Regions from separate parts of the Zea mays genome. Here all the other regions are linked to region 1. A link is a contact called in public Hi-C data. All regions are on one chromosome and are shown on one strand. Each heading gives the region's core, a stretch centred on a gene start, on an enhancer-like site or on the middle of the called end of the contact. The rest is flanking DNA. Distances are from core to core; before and after follow the strand shown.

What was found. A called contact is a pair of places that touch in the nucleus more often than the background predicts.
Region 2: a contact with region 1 is called in a Hi-C map of leaf, with 5 times the contacts expected there. The contact joins the promoter of LOC100283415 here to the promoter of LOC542580 in region 1. A contact is called at or near these places in 10 of 25 Hi-C or Micro-C datasets (bundle sheath, ear, endosperm and 3 more) and 1 of 3 datasets of contacts at active chromatin or transcription factors (leaf).
Region 3: a contact with region 1 is called in a Hi-C map of ear, with 2.7 times the contacts expected there. The contact joins the promoter of LOC103638172 here to the promoter of LOC542580 in region 1. A contact is called at or near these places in 4 of 25 Hi-C or Micro-C datasets (ear, leaf mesophyll, root tip and 1 more) and 1 of 3 datasets of contacts at active chromatin or transcription factors (leaf).

Annotation. Positions count from the first base shown.
Region 1 is chr9:28,780,722-28,783,838 of Zm-B73-REFERENCE-NAM-5.0, reverse strand. LOC542580 (dwarf plant 3) reads left to right here and starts at 1,592. Exons shown (of 6, transcript NM_001112116.2): 1 at 1,592-2,017. The coding sequence starts at 1,698.
Region 2 is chr9:28,627,606-28,630,722 of Zm-B73-REFERENCE-NAM-5.0, reverse strand. It overlaps LOC100283415, which reads right to left and starts at 1,704. Exons shown (of 5, transcript NM_001156316.2): 1 at 1,483-1,704; 2 at 140-243; 3 at 1-39. The coding sequence starts at 1,518.
Region 3 is chr9:28,651,328-28,654,444 of Zm-B73-REFERENCE-NAM-5.0, reverse strand. It overlaps LOC103638172 (transcription factor MYB2), which reads right to left and starts at 1,713. Exons shown (of 2, transcript XM_008661155.3): 1 at 452-1,713. The coding sequence starts at 1,578.

The DNA.
Region 1 (3,117 bases), core at 343-2,842:
CGGCGGCGCGGTGACAGGGATGCGCTCGGCGGTGGCTGCGGGGGAGAGGGTGGCGCGGGGTCAGGGAGGCGCGCGGCGGCCGGAGGGGGGGGGGGCAGGGAGGCGCGGGAACAGGACGACCGATGGCGCGCTGAGGCTTGATCGGGGTGTATTTATATATTACGCCTGAGTGCATTCAATATAGAGAAGACACCCAGGTGCATTATATATATATATATATATATATATATATATATATATTACCAACTTTATTACCACTATTGTGGTGGGATTTGCGTTAATTAATTGCATTGTTGACCACCACTTACGGCGGCGAAAAGAGAGAAAAAAAGCTACTGGGCAAGCATCTCGTTACTTGAACATCTCTGACATGCATGTACCCATGCATTGCATGCATGTCCGGAAGTGGCAACGGAGTACTTGTGCGTGGGTGGCGACATACACGCGCGTACATGCAGCACCGGGCTACGCGCTAGCTCACGCAGTACTCCGGCCGTACACTTGTGCCTCCATGTCTCACGTGGAGTACCAGCAGTACTCCTACGTACGTACATGAATTGACCGATGACGTACGGGTACGGCCATGCTGCAGATGCGCGCCAAAAGTTGCACTGCTAGCTAGCTGGCCTCCTCCGAATCCATCCGTCACTTTTTGTACGTTAAGCCTCCATCCGTCGTTCGTATTTTACTGCTGCATGATTCTCCGAAGTGCGCGGAAAACGACAAGCAACTTTTTTTATTTTCTCTCTCTTTTTTTTTCTTTCAGAAACATATATAATAAAGAGATTGAGATCATATCTTCGCATGATTCCTCTTGTACTCCAGACTCCAGAGCAGAGCAGGGAAATCATAATATCGTCGTCGTTACACTCTTAATTATTATATATTAAATGGGCACCATAAAAAAGACGTAGAGTATTATACTTGGACCACCTTAACCTCTATAAAATCATCACTTTTATGTTTGCAGTAATGTTAACATTATGACCAACTTTATGAATTTCTATAATACCTTTGGTATCTTAATGTCGTGCCAGCAACAGTTGTTAAGTATATATATAGTAGCCTTTTATTACAAATTATAAACCATCTCATTTTAGACATATTATTTTTAGTATATATTTAGAGGCAATCTATATGTCTGGATATGTAACAAATAAATTTATATATCTTTCAATTTGATTTGGAACCCAGAGAGTAGTACATAGTATTTTACGGGCTTGTCATTTGTCCTATCATTATTAGGCATTCAGGCCAGGTCGACAGGTAGCACACAGCTTAAAATCCAAAAGCCGGCCACTTACTTGCGTCTGCATAATACTACAAGGCATCCGGCCTATATGCCGGGTGATCGATGATGATGATGATATAAAACTCCGAGGACCAAAAAAGAAAAAACCGTACGTTACCAATTAAGAGCTTTTGCTTTCAAGAAGAATTTCTCTATACAGGCGTGCATGGTGGGTGTTTGATTTCATTTTTGGAACGTAATGGTGTTTGATTTCTAGCACAGACAGAGACAGAGGGTGTGGCGTTACACATCTCTGCCTATATATAAACAGGAGGCGTTGCGTGCAGAGCTGCCGGCTGGCGGTTGCCTCTCCTCCCCTCCCCTGCCCTCGCAAACGCACGCACCACAGCATCGTCCTTCGTTCCATTCCGGCATTCCCATCCATATACCCCCTCGATCGGCCGGGATGCTGGGTGTGGGGATGGCCGCGGCGGTGCTGCTCGGGGCCGTGGCGTTGCTGCTCGCGGACGCCGCTGCGAGGAGAGCGCACTGGTGGTACAGGGAGGCGGCTGAGGCGGTGCTGGTCGGCGCCGTGGCTTTGGTGGTGGTGGACGCCGCGGCGCGGAGGGCGCACGGGTGGTACAGGGAAGCGGCGCTGGGCGCGGCGCGGCGGGCGCGGCTGCCGCCGGGGGAGATGGGGTGGCCCTTGGTCGGCGGCATGTGGGCCTTCCTCCGCGCCTTCAAGTCCGGCAAGCCCGACGCCTTCATCGCCTCCTTCGTCCGGCGGTGAGTCAGTGCGCTAATCCTCGATCTCCTCCCTCCTCCCCTGCACGCTCGCTCCGCTCTGCTCCTACCGAGGATGGGCCGGGCCCCACGTGTCATTGTCCTCGTCGACACCTGCACCTGCACGCACCGGGCCCCACGGCCGTGTGAGCTTGTGGCGCATGGGTGCACCGGAGCAGCATTAGCTAGCCAGCAGCAATGGATAGCTGTCGATTTTCTATCCCAGGCTGGTTAATTAATCCTCATCCCTTTGCCTGCTAAATAGGAGTATTACTTGTACTGAAATCACCAAAATCTAGAACATAACCGTTATGACAGCTGTATATATAGAATATGAATAGTTAAATGGCTCGTCAAGCCAAATTTTATCTAATCAACAGCAAAATAACTACATATATACAACAAAGTAACCATCTAAATAACTCATCAAGCTATTTGTCTCTTTAAATTGGCTCTCCCTCACAGGCCAAACTTGACTAGCTAAACTAGATAGATAGTCTATTGGATTGAGATGTTACACATAGAATGTAATCTTTATAGAAAAGTAAATAGATAGTCAAATAAAGAGAAAAAAAATGAAGAGTACTGTGAAGATGCTCTACTAGTAGTACCAGAAATTAAGAAGTATATATAACTCACATAGGCATGCATTGCACTTGTAGTCGCAAGCAATTCACTGCTGTTACTTTTGTAAACGAAGCAGTCAGACAGGAGAGCTATCGAGTATCAAAAGAAGGCCAGACCAGACTGAGACAGGGTAGAACGACGGTCGACGACGACGTCCCGCGCGCAGGAGAGGAAGGTAAAGGCAGTGGTGATTGGTGAATAATCACTGTCAGCCAGGCTAAAAGCTCAGAGCATGTACAGTCATCAGAGTCAGTCAGACTGTGATGAGTGACATGATCCGACGTGAATGCCCCCACAAAAGGGCACATCCCATTCCGACTGACTGATTGCAACGCCACCACTCATCACTCGCCATCTTTGACAGTCTCCCTTTCCTGGATACATGCTCGATGCTCTCCTAGTAAACACTAAACACCGTGCGTGATGCTCTGTTATTGATGCCCTGCTTGGCAGCTACCCCACCGCCATCCCTGATT
Region 2 (3,117 bases), core at 455-2,954, 150 kb after region 1:
TTGAAAGTGACATATGCAACTTGGGACCACTCATCACCACTGCCAAAGTAAAGAGAAACAAGCTAATGAGGATGGCAATCAAGGGCTCGTATGGACATGAAAACAGAAGGGGCGGCCTAGTTGGACAGGTTTTACGAACCTCTGCATCTCCACATGATCAATATCTCCTGAAAAGGAAAAGAACTCCTTAATGTCTTGCACAGTTGCACTAAGAGAGACATTGGTGACCTTCACTGTCCTCACCTGCAATAAATGGAACATTAATATGAGTTTTGAAATAAGTACTGAAGACTATAATGATTGACAAAACGAGGGAAGGGACAATTGCGAAAATCAGTGGATATTAGTTCCTTTGGCCTATTGACTTGAGCTTTCTCATTTGCATACATGTAAACCATACCCAGGCTTGTGAAAATCAGCTGAGAAGCATTAAAAAGACAAACATTATCTCTATCGTAGAAGCAAGCTTAGTAGATACTACCATTGGGATGCCTGTAAAGCTCATGAGCTAGATCTCATTGACTTTTTTTGACAACTGTATAAACGGCAGAGAGGAATAGAGGATCCAAGTATTCCTTTCAAACTTGCATGCATATAAAGGTATTGTCTCCTCAGAATGCTATCCCCACATGGCTAGAGATTATTTTCTCAAGCGGTCTGGCACCATTAGTCCCAATGATTCAATGAAGGAGTGGTAAAGGCATATGCATTTGGTAGTCCGTGAATGCTTTTGCAGTTGCAGAACCTGGTAGTCAAATCAAACTCTAAAACATGTAACAAATCGTGTGTGGGTATCAAGTATCAACTAGACAACTAGTTACTAGTATGGTATGGTATCAACTAGTACGGTATGATCCTACTCGCAGCAATCCCCTGGGCGTATCACAGCGCTTAGTATCTTCTCATTCACAACCGCGCACCCCTATAGTGATTGCTAGACTGCTAGAGTCACAGCAAGATCTAGACCATGTCACAAATCATTCAACAGTGATGTAAACTAGCCTATACTGGTAAGACTACTTGCAGCAAATCCTCTGGACCGAACCCACAACGTTGGGAGCCTAAGCTACTAGTCCCCGATGATGTCGATCTGCGAAGCACGCGACGCGGGCATGCTCCCGCGCAGTGCGTGCTCATCTATCTCTTTGTTTCCACTCGGTCTCGCAGATACATGCGAGTATGCGACTATACGAGCAAGCTACGCTGCAATCCAACTACGCCCAGATACAAACGAACCCTAGCCCCGCCGGATCGGCAGCGAAGCTTGCTCGCTGCATCAAGCTTCTCCCGCAGGCCAGCAAGGAACTCGGCCCAGGCACGCACTCGGGGTGGGCGGGAGGCGGTTAAGCCTAGGCAAAACTCTCACGGGCGGTAGGGTGCGTCGGCGCCCCCGCACCGGCATGAGGCGAACCGGATCCAGCGCGCCACCGCCCACCGGAAGAGGGTTCAGAGAGGGAGGGATGATGCAGCAGCAGCACTCACCGGCGCCTCCACGGGAACCTCCACCGCCGTCGCCATGGGTGCCTGGGGGAAGCCGATTGGATTGGATGGTGAATAGGGAGCGGATTAGCGGCGCTAACTTGAACAGAATGGAAGCAGACTCGACGACTAGTACAGAGGAGAGGACTAGGAGACGACTAGTACTTGTGTGCAGAAACGGCAAAGAACGAAAAAAAAAACACTGGACGATTTTTGCTTGTGAACCAAGTATACAATCAGACGCAGAATGGTATACCTCTACTACTCTATAAGCACGGTGTGTAGGTGTTCATACCGTGCACCTAGGGCTGACAATGGGCTATAATTTTTGCACTATAAGATTTAAGGATCGAAGCGGGTTAGGATCGGGCTTTATTTCTAGTCATTTTTGAACTATAATTTATTTATGGCCTTGACATTTTGTGAAGAACTATTTGGATCACGATCCATTACCACCTCTACGTGCACCATGTTCTATCTCTCCCCCGACCACCTCCGTAACACCGTGAGAATCCCGTCGAGATCGCTGCCCAGAATGTCGTATGGCCGATGCGATGCCCCCACCTACCCAGCGACCCTAGTTCCCCCATTGCGATATCCCCCCAATCACCGCCGAGGGACCTCTTCCACCTACGCACGCGCGGCTACTTCTTTTGCGGCGGCGGGAAGCGCGGCAAGGAGTCGTCCGCCGCGGACTACCTGCTCCCGCCCCGTCGGCGTTGACTGGCTTTGGTCCCGCGCGCGCCTCGACCACGTGCTCGCCTGCGAAGAGAACCTCGTCATCGCTGCATTTCCGCCGCGCGCACCTCAGGAAGGACCCCTCTGCACCCCCGTCGCATGTCGCGTCGCAAAACCCTAGCGTCATGCTCCCATGAGCCTCAACCCATGCGCTGCTCCCGCTATCGCCGCCTCTCCGCTCCTCCATCGTCATCCCCATGTCTGTTCCACGCTCGTAGCAGCCGCACGCGCTCGCATCTCTGCCCCCCTCCTCGCTCTGCAACCGCCCCGCAAGAGCACCGACCAGGTATTCGCATCCCCTTCTCTTCCGGGTCTGAAGCACGAGATCGAGGAAGACGGGCATGTTCTCATATGCCCGCCTCGCCCTCCACCGAGATGCCACTCTTAGGGCGAGGCCTTCCTCTATATGTAGGAGGGTCACGGTGGGAAACCGTGACGCCAAGGAGGGCGCGTGCCAGGGCCAGGGCCAGGCACCGACAGTAATGGTGAGTAATAAATATATTTTTCTTGAATGCATAAGAAAGTATTGATTGTTTTGGGGAGGCAGCAGAGTTTTCCACAATTTGGCTCCAAGCGTGACGACAGCCTATCGTGCCCAGGCTTCTATAGATGTCTCAACTCAGCAGATTGGATGAATGGACCTGTCAGGCCAAACTTTCTAGACTTCCAAGGGGTGGACTTTGAGGCAGCGTTTGGGGTGAGGAGAGCTTACAGTGTAAGAGACATTCAGGTTTGATAAGCATCTCCCTCCATTTGCTACATTTGAGAAAGCATCTGGTTATCAGGTGATGGTTTTACTTATTCTATCACATGTCTCATCTGTCATCCATAGCAGTAATGTATTTTATTGATAACACTGTCATGATTTCTCTATTTTTTTTCTTTGTCTAGGCTCATGCT
Region 3 (3,117 bases), core at 464-2,963, 130 kb after region 1:
TCCATATTTACATGCATATATACTTTTAGCTGGCAGATTAAACAAGGATATATATACACACATGATATTTAGTAAGCTAAAGTTTTATTTTTTTGGAATCTTATAGCATCTAGTCTATATATATATATATATATATATATATATATATATATATATATATATATATATATATATATATATATATATATATATATATATATATATATATATATAACTTACATACATCTATACCTGTAGCTAATAGCAAATTAAATCAGGATATGTATCTACACACATGCTATTTAGTACGCTAAAGTTTTTTTTTTTTTTTTGAATCTTAGTCTAGCTAGTATGTATATAATTTACATGCATGTATACTGCTTTGTAGCTAGAAAATATACATAAGCAAACACTACAGTTGATGCATGCATGGCATGGTATGCTAGATCGATGCTATAGGTGGTATACTCACTCTAGCAATTCTCTCCAACTGTCGTTGTTGGGGTCAAAATCCAGCGTGAGGCTGTCCAGGCCGTCGAACGGGCTCGACGCCGGCGTCTCCTCGTACGGGGATGGGGTCGACGACGTGGCGCCGCCGTTGCCTGCACTGCACCCCTTGGCCGCCGCTGCCAAAGGTGGCGGCATCGCGGCGGCAGTCACGTTGCTCCCGGTGGTGGCCCCGCTGTGGCCGAGCTCCGTGGAGCTGAGCCCGTCCCCGGCGAAAGCGGCCGTAGTCCCGGCACCGCCGGAGAAGCCGTTGAGGAGCCCAGAGAGGGAGTAGGCGGAGGAGGACGGCATGCCCTGCGTCACCGCCGGCACGGCGCTGGTCAGCGCTGGAAGGCTGAGCATGCCGTCGTACTGCTGCACGACCCTGCTGGCGGTGCTTTGGTCCACTCCGGCGAGCAGCTGCTGGTGGCCGCCGCCGCCGCTGGGCGCGCCTCCATTATTGGCGGCGGCGAGGAGGGACATGAGGTCGACGGTGGGCGCGGCGGGGGCGGTGAGCACGCGGACGAGGCCCTCGAGGAGCTGGTACTTGGCGGCGTCGGCCTGGAGCCTGAGAGCGTTGATGTCCCAGCAGGAGCTAGCATGCGCGGCGGCGAGCGGTCCTCCAGGTCCAGCTGCTTGGCCGCCACCAGCGGCGGCGGCCGCGAGGTTGGCGGCGGCGAGGAGGTTGGTGAAGCCGCCGGCCGCGAGGAGGTTGAGGTCGGTGCGGCGCTGGTGCGTGACGGGGTCGATCCCCATGGCGAGCAGCTTCTTGCGGAGGTGCGTGTTCCAGTAGTTCTTGATCTCGTTGTCGGTCCGGCCGGGCAGCTTGGTGGCGATGGCGGACCACTTGTTGCCGAGGAGGGAGTGGAGGTGGATGATGAGCTTCTCCTCGTCGTCGGTGAAGCGGCCGCGCTTGATGTCCGGGCGGAGGTAGTTGGTCCAGCGGAGGCGGCAGCTCTTGCCGCAGCGGTTGAGGCCGGCGTGCTTGGGCAGGCGGCGCCAGCTCCCGTGGCCGTTGCCGTTGATGTAGTCCACCAGCAGCTTGTCCTCCTCCGGCGTCCACGGGCCTTTCTTGACGCCCGCGTCCTGGTCGCAGCACGGTGACCTCCCCATTAGTAGTTGTATGCTTCTTGGACGAGAGACGACGGACGGGCTTGCTAGCTTGGATTGCTATGACGATCGATCGAGAGGAAGGAAGAGAGGAGAGGGAGGAAGAGAGGCAACGAAGAAGGTGGGGTTCGTTGGGTGGATGGCAGCTAGGGAGTGGGGGGTTTTATAGAGGTTTATCAGCTAGGGTACGGAGGTGACGTGCATGGCGGCAAAAGCATGCCTGCACGGGCTGCTGTGAGCGAGGAAGCTGCATGGTGCATAGGTGGTGCCGGCGGCCGTCCAAAAGCAAGGTCCTGGACTCTCTTTCTCCGTGCTGACCTTAGGAGCTTGCATTAGTCCAACAAGACGTCGTCCGCCTTGCGATGTGACGATGCCATCTAGCTAGCTAGCTCTCTCTCTCTCTCTACGACTCCACACACGTACATAAAATACATGTGTACTCATGCATGCACGCGCTGCTGCAGCGTAGCGATGTGAACGTACGTACGAGCTACGTCGTCGTATACATGCATACCGTACGCGATGTACATATGCTAGATACTACGTACTACTGTTCTTGGACGGGTTTTGTTTATATTTCATGTGCATATACTCTACTAGTACTACCTACGACGACTTCTCATACTATACTATAGAATATATATGTCTCTACGAGGGCGACATGCATGCATGTTAATTAATTCGTATAGCTTATATTAGTATTAAAAGCGCGCATATTAATTGTTGTTTAGGCCGTGAGGGGACGAGCGGGGGCAGGTGTTGTTGTTCATGCGACCTGACCTGACCATGACACGTACGTACGTCGATCGCCCCCAGCTAGCAAGGAGCACAGAACAAGGAACTATTTTGCGTGTTATTGTGTGTGTCACACGCATGCAAACGCAAATTTAATTAGGTTGCCAATCTCACCTTATAATTAAGAGATGCTTGACACGCACACGACCGGAGGAGACAGAAATTTGGGATGCATGCCCGCGTGATCGAGGGGACCCACCACCTACCCCTCCAACAAGTGGGGCCCACGCCAATGGATTTGTGTGCTCACCATTGGCCCAGCTGGCCCTGATGCTAGCTATCTGCTAACTGCTCTATTTTGCCAATGCAAATGCAAAGTGGTGGTGGTGGTGACCTGCAGATGATATGATGGTTGACTAGCACCGAACCCAAACATTTATATATACTAGTCGGTTGCTCGTACGTTGTGACTGCTTATAACAATACCCATGTAAACTATCTACAAAAAAAATTAAGATTTTTTATTAATTGTCTCCGCTCTCTGTATAATATTTTTTGATTTGTCTAACTGATGTTATTATTTACTCTATCCAACATGTCTTGTTACAACACGGCCAATGAAGTGAGCGATTAGAAGCACAACGACTGACTGAATGAACAGAGATTATAAAATGACATAATTCCACCATATAGAGACTAAATAAGAGAAAGTTTGTGAGGTCAAGTTTGTAAAATAAGTCACATGAACTCAAACTTATAAAAAAGATATATCAAAATATGGAGTGATTGCTAAAGTCAGACATCAAT